Regions from separate parts of the Mus musculus genome. Here all the other regions are linked to region 2. A link is a contact called in public Hi-C and promoter capture Hi-C data. All regions are on one chromosome and are shown on one strand. The core of a region is the stretch at or near the end of the contact, and the rest is flanking DNA. Distances in the headings are between cores, read along the strand shown.

Evidence for each region. Promoter capture Hi-C pulls out the DNA fragments that hold promoters and counts their contacts. A called contact is a pair of places that touch in the nucleus more often than the background predicts.
Region 1: a Hi-C map of B cells shows a contact between it and region 2, with 5 read pairs. The contact joins the promoter of Kcnn1 here to the promoter of Rad23a in region 2. A contact is called at or near these places in 2 of 39 promoter capture datasets (cranial neural crest and frontonasal cranial neural crest) and 1 of 484 Hi-C or Micro-C datasets (B cells).
Region 3: a contact with region 2 is called in a promoter capture Hi-C map of cranial neural crest. The contact joins the promoter of Ano8 here to the promoter of Rad23a in region 2. A contact is called at or near these places in 1 of 39 promoter capture datasets (cranial neural crest) and 1 of 484 Hi-C or Micro-C datasets (B cells).

The regions. Positions count from the first base shown.
Region 1 is chr8:70,855,646-70,858,997 of GRCm38.p6, reverse strand. Kcnn1 (potassium intermediate/small conductance calcium-activated channel, subfamily N, member 1) reads left to right here and starts at 1,990. Exons shown (of 10, transcript NM_032397.3): 1 at 1,990-2,066.
Region 2 is chr8:84,839,300-84,842,387 of GRCm38.p6, reverse strand. Rad23a (RAD23 homolog A, nucleotide excision repair protein) reads left to right here and starts at 1,736. Exons shown (of 9, transcript NM_001297606.2): 1 at 1,736-1,894. The coding sequence starts at 1,823. It overlaps Calr (calreticulin), which reads left to right. Exons shown (of 9, transcript NM_007591.3): 9 at 1-300.
Region 3 is chr8:71,484,252-71,487,544 of GRCm38.p6, reverse strand. It overlaps Ano8 (anoctamin 8), which reads left to right and starts at 1,478. Exons shown (of 17, transcript NM_001164679.1): 1 at 1,478-1,791; 2 at 2,435-2,545; 3 at 2,664-2,796; 4 at 2,973-3,111; 5 at 3,181-3,277. The coding sequence starts at 1,686. It also overlaps a transcript of Gtpbp3 not described here.

The sequences.
Region 1 (3,352 bases), core at 741-3,240, about 14 Mb after region 2:
GAGTGTGTGTGACCTAGTCACCTCTGCTTCAGCACCCCCCCCCCCGTCTTTACAGGCCTAAAAGGGTTCCCTGGTGTCCTTCACCCACGGCCCAGAGACGGTGGCTCAGCCCTCAGGCCCTAAGGAAGGGCCTCATGTTCAGCAGTCTCCAAAGGACAATTTTTGCAAAGCTGTTTCCTGTCACAGGAGTGTAACTGTGTCCTAAGTGTATCCGTGGCTCCTCTGCCCCTTCCCGCCCACCATGGCCCCTGGAGCCCATGCCTAGGATGAAGGTGTGGCCAGTTTGCACTCAAGCCCAGAACCACCCTGCCCATTACCACCACCAGCTTCATCTATCTCCAGGGCTGAGGTGCCCAGAGGCCTCCAGGCCACCCCAACTGGTTGCTAGGATACCTCCTCCTCCAGGGGCTCCTTAAAGGCAGGGTGGGCCCCAAGAGGGAAGGGGTAAGTCTTAGAGGCAGTGACTGCTGAGCCTGTGAACTCCTTGATTGTGGTCACAGGCACCATGGGGGTGCATGTTGAGACAGGCGCCTGGAGGAGAGCTAGATGGACAGTGAGCACCCCAATTTTGATGACAAACGGGGGCATGCCCCCAATCCCTGGGGGCTGTGAGAGGCTGAGGTGTGTCTCAGGAGACTGAGTGCTTTGCCAGTGTTTATGACGCCCTGGCTTCTGTTGTTAGCACGGAACAAATGGGGCTTGGTGGCCCAGGCCTATCCTGTCAGGTAGGACCTGAGAGGTAGAGGCAAGATGGCCAGTTCCAGGCCATCCTCAGCTCTATAGTAAGTCTGAGCCTCACAGATATGAAACCCTTTCTAAAACAAAAAGCAAAACAATTCCTGGGTAGGGGGTAGGCAGGGAAGGCCCACAGCCACAGGCTGAGGTGGCCACATGCAGAAGGTTTAGGGGCTGGAGGCAGAACCTGGTGCTCTTGGCCTGTCCCTCTGTGGTGTCTCCTGGAACCTGCTTACATCTATCACCCCAGGCTGGTTCCATCTGGCTCCACCTATGTGGATAGTGCAGATGTGGTCCCCAACACCTGGACTGTCACTCTGTTGGTGGCTCTGCTGGGGCTCAGTGCTGTCACTGCTCCCAGGCCACTTGCTGGCCACACATCTGCCCCTCAGTCCTTCCTGAGGCCCTCTAAACTGCAAAGACATTGGGCCAGGAAGAAGCAGGAGCTGGGTGGCTGGGGTGGGGGTGGGGAGGGGATTAGGGAGGGGATACACACACTCATCGCTCGGCTGCAGGCAAACCTCAGCTCCCCAGCTTGTCAGTAATCACGTGACTGAAGGGGCGGAGACTAGACTCCTTGGTCTCTGGGATGTCTTAGAAGACACCTGAAACTCCAGCACCTTAGGAAGTAGGCTGAGAGGAGGATTTCAGTGAGTAAATTCAAGATCAGCTTTGGCTACAGAGCTATCAAAACAAACAAACAAAACCCAAGACCACAAAAAATGTTGCATGAGCTGGAAAGGGGGGCCCAAAACTGTCCCAGCGCTCAGGAGGTGAAGGGAGAAGGAACAGAACTTCAAGGCCACTCAAGGCTAACCTGGACTCCCTGGTAAGTTCTAGCGCAGCCTGTACTTCACAGTGAGTTTGACGCCAGACTAGGTTATGTGAGACCTTGATTCAAAACAAAAACTTTCATGAGTGAGCTCTGTAAGTTTGGCTTGAATGATGGGGGCAGAGCAGGTTCGGGGGTCTCCCCAGCCCTGATGATTGCAGCTGCCTGGAGCTCTTTCTGCCCGCAAGGCTAATAGGGTTTAAGATCGGGGTCCCTGAGGTGAGCGGGCTTGTCTGTCCCCAGAGATGAGGTCCAGGTGTGCAGGATCACCTGCAATAGCCAGCTGCCTGTGCACAGATGCCCATCACCGGGGTTCTTATTCTTGCCCAGTGCCCAGGAGGGAGCTTTAAGCATGGGCGGAGCCTGCGGGGTCATGGGGGTGGGGCCTGGTGCACTCAGCCAATCCAAGGCGCCGCTCATACGGGGCGGCGCTGCTCCCCCTCCCTGGCCGGTCTCGGCGGGGACGCGCTGGCACGAGGGTCCAGGTCCCCGCCCGCAGGTATTGGCGAGAGGAAGCGGGGGTGAGGGGGCTGGGGGGGCAGTAATAGCGGGTCCCTGGGCTATGCGACTAGGGACGACGCTGGGGATGGTGTTGCCACGCGGTCAGGGGTCAGGGACACAGAAGAGAGGGTGCGCGTGTCCCCCGGTGAGGGAAGATTGCGAGTGGGAGACGCTGAGTCCATAAAGTCCATGCACAAGGATGGATGTGATACGGCCAGTGACATGAGCACTCTTCGGCCACCCTAAACTGAGGTCAAGGTGCTCAGTGACAGCACCTGGGCTGCCAGACTGGCCTTGTAAGCTCCCTGGTAGCCGGTGTGCAAAGGGCAAGCAGAGCCGGGCACCCTGAGGAGTCAGTGAGCCTGGTGAGAAGAGCTCTGGCACCCTTCCTCAACTCCATTTCCCCACCAGCTGCTGGGGAGGCCACCTGACACAGGTCTAGTGTCTTGGGAGTTTCTGTCATGAGCCGTTATCACTGTGGTTCCTACAAGAGTTGTGGGAGGTGGGTGCCTCCTTGAGACTCACAGCAAGGGACACCTATTGATCCGATTTTATTTTATTTTGAGACAGGTTCTCAGGTAGCCCTAGTTGGCCTCAAAGGCCAGGCTAGCCTTGCTGTTTAGCACCTCTTGATAGGTATGTATCACCAGTCCTAGCATGGCGACTTACACCTGCCATCCCAGCACCTGGGGTTTGCCACAGTGCCAACCTGCACTATAGATTGAGAGCCTGTCTCTAAAGTAAATAAATAAAATTACAGAAGACAAGAGAAAACGGACTGAGCTGGTACCCCAGGCTCCATGACAGAAAGCAGCTCTGTCCTCAGCTCACAGCCACTCGGGCAGAGCCAGCCTGGTTCCCTGTCAAGGTCCTGCCCTCAGCCACCGCCAGGCTGTGTCCCTTAGTCTGTGTCTGACTCGGTGCTGGCAGAGGATCCAGGGGCCACCCAACCTCCCTCAGCTTTGCTCTTCTTTTTAAAACCAGAAGAGGTATCCCCCTTGTGCCTGGGGCAACAGACAGTCCTTTTAACTGGAGGCTCAAAACACAGCCAGCCCAGGACTGGTCACTGAGCCCTGCCTGCTCTGCATCTGTCCTGTGCCAGCCAGCCTGCCCAGGAAGAGGCTGTCTCAGGGAACAACATGGCAGCACCTAGGCTTGGCATATGTGTCAGACAGCTGAGTCACAGCCCCATATTGCCTCTTCACCTGTGTGTCTTGCAGGCACCCAGGCCACCTTGTCACCTGCTGTTGGTAGCTTGAGGGGCAGGGGGTGCTCATGGGCCAG
Region 2 (3,088 bases), core at 487-2,986:
TCCCTCCCTTTCTCCATCTTTTGGTCACTACCCTCCAACTCTAGGAACAGGGGTGTAGAGGAGAAGCCCTAGGCTTGAGATTTCATCTGCTCTCCTTCCTGCATCTCAGAGGAGGGCAGGAGAAGGGGGTGGTGTTTTCCCTCCCCCCGCACTGAGGAAGAATGGGGCTCTTCTCATCCCCTTTCTCCCTTGCCCCCAGGACTGGGCCACTTGTGGGGCAGCCAGTTCTAGCACAGCTCACACTGAGAGTGTAAGAACTACAAACAAAATTTCTATTAAATTAAGTTTTGTGTCTTCCCTATTGTGTCTCCTTCTCTGGGAGGATGTACATCAGGAGCTAAAAGCAGCCTTTCTCAGGTGCGGGTGACGTATGTTTCAGCTACTGGAGTTTGCAGAGTCTCAGAAATGTCATTTATATGTATCCCATAGTCTCTAAATGGGAGAGTAGCCATCAGGTCTTGATCCTAAACTCATAGACGTGTAAGTTTTGATTCTAGCACAGACCTCATTGACAGACTGACTAGAATTTAGTGAATTCAAATATTAGCCATCTTGGTTAAAAGTGGGATGGATCTGTTGGACTGACACCTAGGAAAGCTGAGCAAAGTTCACAGTAGTGGGGTGCATGCTGGTAGATAATAGTCAAAGGGACTGACTGAGCTCAGGGACAGTGATCTACTTTCCCCAAGGGCCCATGGTTCTAGGACTGAGCTGATAAAGATAGATTCCAGGATTGGGTTATGTAGTTCAGTTGGACACTTAGCTAGCATGGCCTGGGTTCCATCCCCACCACAAGGAAAAGAAGAGACTCATTGTTGAGTCTCAAGGCTGCCTTTTATACTCTAGTGTAGTAGGTTGAAGAATGGGCAGGAGGAAGCCTGTGTTCTTCACAAGAAAGTTGTGATCTAGCTTTCAATTCTGGAGTCTAGACTCAAGTGAAGGGAGGGAGGCAGGCCTTGGTTAATTGCCTGATCATTGGTGTGGATAGAAACACTGGGCAAAGCAAGCATCTAAGAGGATGGTGATGTTAGTTCTGTTTGAGAGTCCCTTAAATCACCCTGATGAACTGCCCTATCCTGAGTCTGACATTTTCATTACTTTTTGGTATGTGAGGGTGGTCTAAAGCTTCATGAATACTACCCCTTCCCCCCACGAAAAATGTAGGTACCTTAAGAGTTGGTGTAAGTAAGGAAAATTTATGGAGGGGAGAATTACATATTTAATATAAAAGAACCTTGAAAATGTTTGGATGAATAGGTAGGTCATTGCAGGATTACAAAGATGTGGGGAACTCATGAACTAGAAGTGTAAATTTATTCCAAAAATTAAGATGGTCCTTGAAAATGGGGTCACATAGTTGCCCTCCTCTACATTGATTGATGGTAACTTCTAGGCAGTCCTCTGCTAAGATTCCTTTTATTTTGACCAGATCCAAATTGGGTCACTTGAAATAGGCAGAATGTATGAAAAATAACTTAGGAGCAGAAATCTACAACAAACACCTTAAAAACTTTAAAAGTCCTTAGGAGCCATTTTGTGGGTATAATGACATCACTGTTAGCAGAAATGATGTCACCAAGACAGCGGAATGCTGGTGCACACAGCAAAAGCTCACAAAGCTAAGATTGCGCATGTCTAAGGTAAGGTGCAGCCGCGCATGCTCTAGAGGTCGAGGAGGGTGTCACCGGCGCTGACGATCGGCGGGCGCTGCACACTTGCCCCGGAAGTGCTTGGCGCGGCGCGGCTGGGCGCTAAGATGGCGGCGGCGTGAGTTGCATGTAGTACGAGGATCCCGGGGCTGCCGCATTGCTCCGGCCCCGCCATGGCCGTCACCATCACCCTTAAAACGTTGCAGCAGCAGACCTTCAAGATCCGCATGGAACCTGACGAGACGGTGCGGGCCGGAGCCCGGGGGCGGGAGCGACCGGGTGCCGGGGTGGGTGGGGGCAGGGATGCCGGGATCCAACGGGAGGGGCGGAGAGGACGCCGTGGCCAGGCCCTGCCCTCCCCCAGCAGCCCGACCTCCTCGGATCCCCCCGATCGGCCCTGCCCTGCCCCGGCGGCTCGGGCGCTGTTCCCGGGCCAGTCCCTGGGAGTTCCCAGGTCTGGCTCCCGTGTCAGCTGCGGGCTCCGCGTTCCCAGCCTGCAAGCTGCTCAGGTGGCACAGTTTGCCCTCAGTGCCAACGAGGTGCCGACTGGTGACTACAATGATGATAATAATAAATGGTCTTAATCTTAATAGTTTTGGTGGTCCGTCTTTGTTGGCCGTTTATTCTTTACCAGTTTATTCTTTACCAGAGTATTAGTGTCATCTTGCTGAGTCTGCAAAACAGTGTTGTCGTTTGGGGACTCCTGACTTTCCCCTTTTGACAACCACGGAGTTAAGGAACTTTGCCACGGTCACAGCCAATAATGACAGTGACAAGATTTTTTTTTTTCTCCATTTCACATAACAGCAGCCTAAACATGCTGTATGAACTTTTGTTTGGTTTTGCTTTTTGAGAGTGGAGTCTAGTCTTGTTCTTCTGGGCTCATGTGAACCTTCTTTACTTAACCTCCAAGTAACTGATATTGCTGTCTTGGGCCACCTCCCCTAAACCTTCTCAAAACATAGGTTGAAGCCATTGGTGTACCCTCAGTGAAGTCTAAGCTTGGTAGTCATGTTCATAATCTCTGAGCAGAGATTACCTGGAGTTCTAGGCCAGCCTGGGCTATGATGTTTTAGGCAAGCCTGGAGTTGAGTACAGAATAAAATCCTGTTCCAAAAATGGAGGGAAGAAAGATGACCTCAGTAAGTACAGAAAAGTTACTGTTTGAGGCCAGCGATGGATACACCGTTTCATTTTCTTATTACTGTTTCCCCTCCTAACCACATCCCATTGGAAATACAAGTTTGCTTTTCTTCTCACATCAGTGTCTTCTTCATGAGAACACTGACTTGTGTTTGTTCTGTTCCACAGGCCTCTGTAAAACAAGTTGTAAAACAGGTTGGGGATGGAGCTTTTGAATATACAAGGCCTGAGCTAGGGGTCTGTCCCCAAACCACCACTACCATTACACACACACACATATACACACACGGTGAACA
Region 3 (3,293 bases), core at 229-2,728, about 13 Mb after region 2:
CGCCTGCCTCTGCCTCCCAAGTGCTGGGATTAAAAGCGTGCGCCACCAGTGCCCGGCCCCCGTGGTTCCATCTTAACACGTTTAGAGCAAGTGCTCATTACCTACTAAGTGCTCACAGGACTTCAGGGTGGGCCACTCTGAAGTGGGAAAACATGGGAGATCAGGGCTGTGGGTTTTGGTGCTTGCTTCTAAGTCTGACGACCTGAGTTCAATCCCCTGGACCCACATGGTGGAAAGAATCAGTTTCCACAGGTGTCCGTCCTCTCACCTCCATACACTCGCCAAAGCGCTCCTGCCCACAACAAACAAACATTCTTTAAAAATCTGGTATCAGGCTTAGCTTTGTGGTTGAGCATTTCCCAGCAAGCTGGACTTTTGACAGCCTCCCTTCCCACCTAGGATCACCCAGAACATAAAAGTTTCAGACAAACAACATTTCTTTGTGTAGTTGTCAGAACATACCAGTATATCTGAAATTCATTTAATCAGTGGCTTTATTTTTTGAGGCCTATTTGTTATTTAACGATGTGTAAGCTTTGGTGTCGGGCATATTTAGCATCCCCTGGCTCTGGAGTTACTGGCAAGTGTAGGTGCAGGAACCGAACCCTGGTCCTCGAGAAGAGCTACAAGTGTTATTAACCGCGGGGACATCTCAACAGCTTGGCCCACCCTTTTTTGACACAGTGTCTTGGAAGCCCGGGGTGATCATGAACTTGCTATGTGGCCTCTGAGGATGCCTTTGAAATCCCGATCTTTCTGCCTCTTGAGTGCAGGGCTGGTAGCTCCGTGCTGGGCCAGCGATCTACTGATTGAGTCACACCAGTCGTGCCCTTTAGCGGGACTCTTTTATTCCATTTATCTGTGTGTGCGAGGTGACGCTTGTCCGCATTGGTGTACAACTTGTGGCAACACCTTTATATGCAGTGAGTGCCTCAAGATTGTGTTTATTTGATAAATTTGGCACCTGAATCCTTATCCTTTTATGGAAGCTGTATTGTAGTAATAAGGGTTGTGTGGGAGCAGAGGGCAGTAATATGTTTTCAGAACCTGAACTGTATGTGCAAAGGCCCTGGGGGCAGGCAGGACCTGCTATAATTACTTACATTCCAGTTGGGGTACTTGAGGTATTGTTCTCAGGTATGTCACTCAGCCAGGTCCTCCCTCTCGCACCCGGCTCAGAATCCACCCCTTTGACCTCAATACTTTGTAGATGGGTAAACAGACTGAAGGGCTGAGGGTGGAAGAAAGTTCTTCTCAGTGTCGGCCTGAACAAGCACGGTAGATCCAAGTGGGCGGGCAAGAAGGAAGCGTACAAAAAAAGAAAGAAAGGAAGGAAGGAAGGAAGGAAGGAAGGGAGGAAGGAAGGAAGAAAGAAAGAGAGAAAGAAAGAAGAAAAGGAAAAACACTCGGGCGGGGACCGGAAGCAGAGATGAGGCGGGGGTGGGAGTGGGGGTGGGACTGAGTGACTGAGAGTGACCGCGCTGAGACTAGGAAGAAGAATTGAGGTTTGGCTTGGGCGGGGACGACAAGCAAGTGGAGCGCAGGGACGGCGGGCTGCGCGGGCGGGCGAGAGAGGCCTTTGTCTCCTCCTCCGGCGCGCTCGGTGGTGCCACTCCGGTCCTCATGAGCCCGTGGCCCCCCAGCGCCCGGGCGTCCCGCGGCCCCTAACCTGCCCTGTCCTCGCCATGGCCGAGGCGGCTTCGGGCGCCGGGGACGTGACCCTGGAGGGGGAGCGGGGCAAGAGGCCCCCTCCCGAGGGCGAGCCTGCGGCGCCTGCGTCTGGAGTACTGGGTATGTTTGCTGCGGGTGGCACCGAGACAGGTGTACAGGGTGCAGGCAGGGGCTGCAGGAGACGCCGTTCAGGGTCACACACCCTAGCGTGTGGCCCAGAGGCTGCTCCTCGTAGTGCTGCAGCTGCGGCGCAGGGCGCGGGGTTGGTCAATGGGTCTGCACCGGGGGTCCCCAGTGCAGGAACGTGGACACGCCCCTCTGATGGCCCCAGCCTGGCCCGTGTGAGCCTCGCCACCTGGAGACTCCCAGCACAGGGAAACAGGGCGATTAGGGTCCTGGGTTCAAATCCCATATTGGCTGGGTGACCTTGAGCTCGTGGATAGTCTCTGGGCCTCAGTTTGGTGACCTGTGAAATGGGAGGAAGGACTGCACTCTGCGCCTGCTTTAAGGACCGTTCTTTCATACCAAGAAGCACTCAAGGCAGCTTGTGGGCACCCCACCAATTGTGGTTTGGGAGGCAGGGTTGGGCCTCAACCATGAGTAAGATTCTTAAGGCAGGACCTAGGGGGAAGGGCCTGGCTGATGCAGGAGAGAAGAGAGCAAGCCCAGGCTATGGGTGCCTAGCCCTTGAGAGCTCTAATGAGGGCCGAGTCAGTCCCTGAAGGGGCCTGATCTCAGCCCAGCCTGCCACGCTGCCCCATAGATAAACTATTTGGGAAGAGGCTCCTGCAGGCTGGCCGCTACCTGGTGTCCCACAAGGCATGGATGAAGACAGTGCCCACTGAGGACTGCGACGTGCTCATGACCTTCCCAGGTATCCACACCTGTCTGCCATGGGCCCGGATGCTGCCTTTACCGCCTCGGTGGAAATGTGGAGGCCCTTGTGGGCACCTCTCGAGGCAAGACCCATTGGCCCCTATGCCCCTTGGCAGACACCACTGATGACCACACGCTGCTGTGGCTGCTGAATCACATCCGGGTGGGCATTCCCGAGCTGATCGTGCAAGTTCGCCACCACCGCCACACGCGTGCCTATGCCTTCTTTGTCACCGCCACATACGAGAGGCGAGTCCCCTGCCTCTACCTCCCTCTGGCCCTGTCACCCGGCTCCTTGCCCCTCTGAAGACCAACTGTGCTAACTATTCGTTTGTCCTAAGATGTGGCTCTCGCACAGTCCTTAGCTTGGGAATGGTAAGCCAGGAGTCCCATGGTGAGCCCACTATGCCCTGTCCTGCCCGCAGCCTGCTCCGTGGGGCCGATGAGCTGGGTCTGCGCAAGGCCGTGAAGGCCGAATTTGGAGGGGGCACCCGCAGCTTCTCCTGCGAAGAGGACTTCATCTACGAGAATGTGGAGAGCGAGCTACGCTTCTTCACATCGCAGGTGACCGCCCTGCGCCCATGTCTCTGCGCCTACAGCCCTCGTACCTAGCTCACACTCATCTCCCCACAGGAGCGGCAGAGCATCATTCGCTTCTGGTTGCAGAACCTTCGAGCCAAGCAGGGGGAGGCTCTGCACAACGTGCGCTTCTTGGAGGACCAGCCAATCAGTGAGCAGGGCGAGCC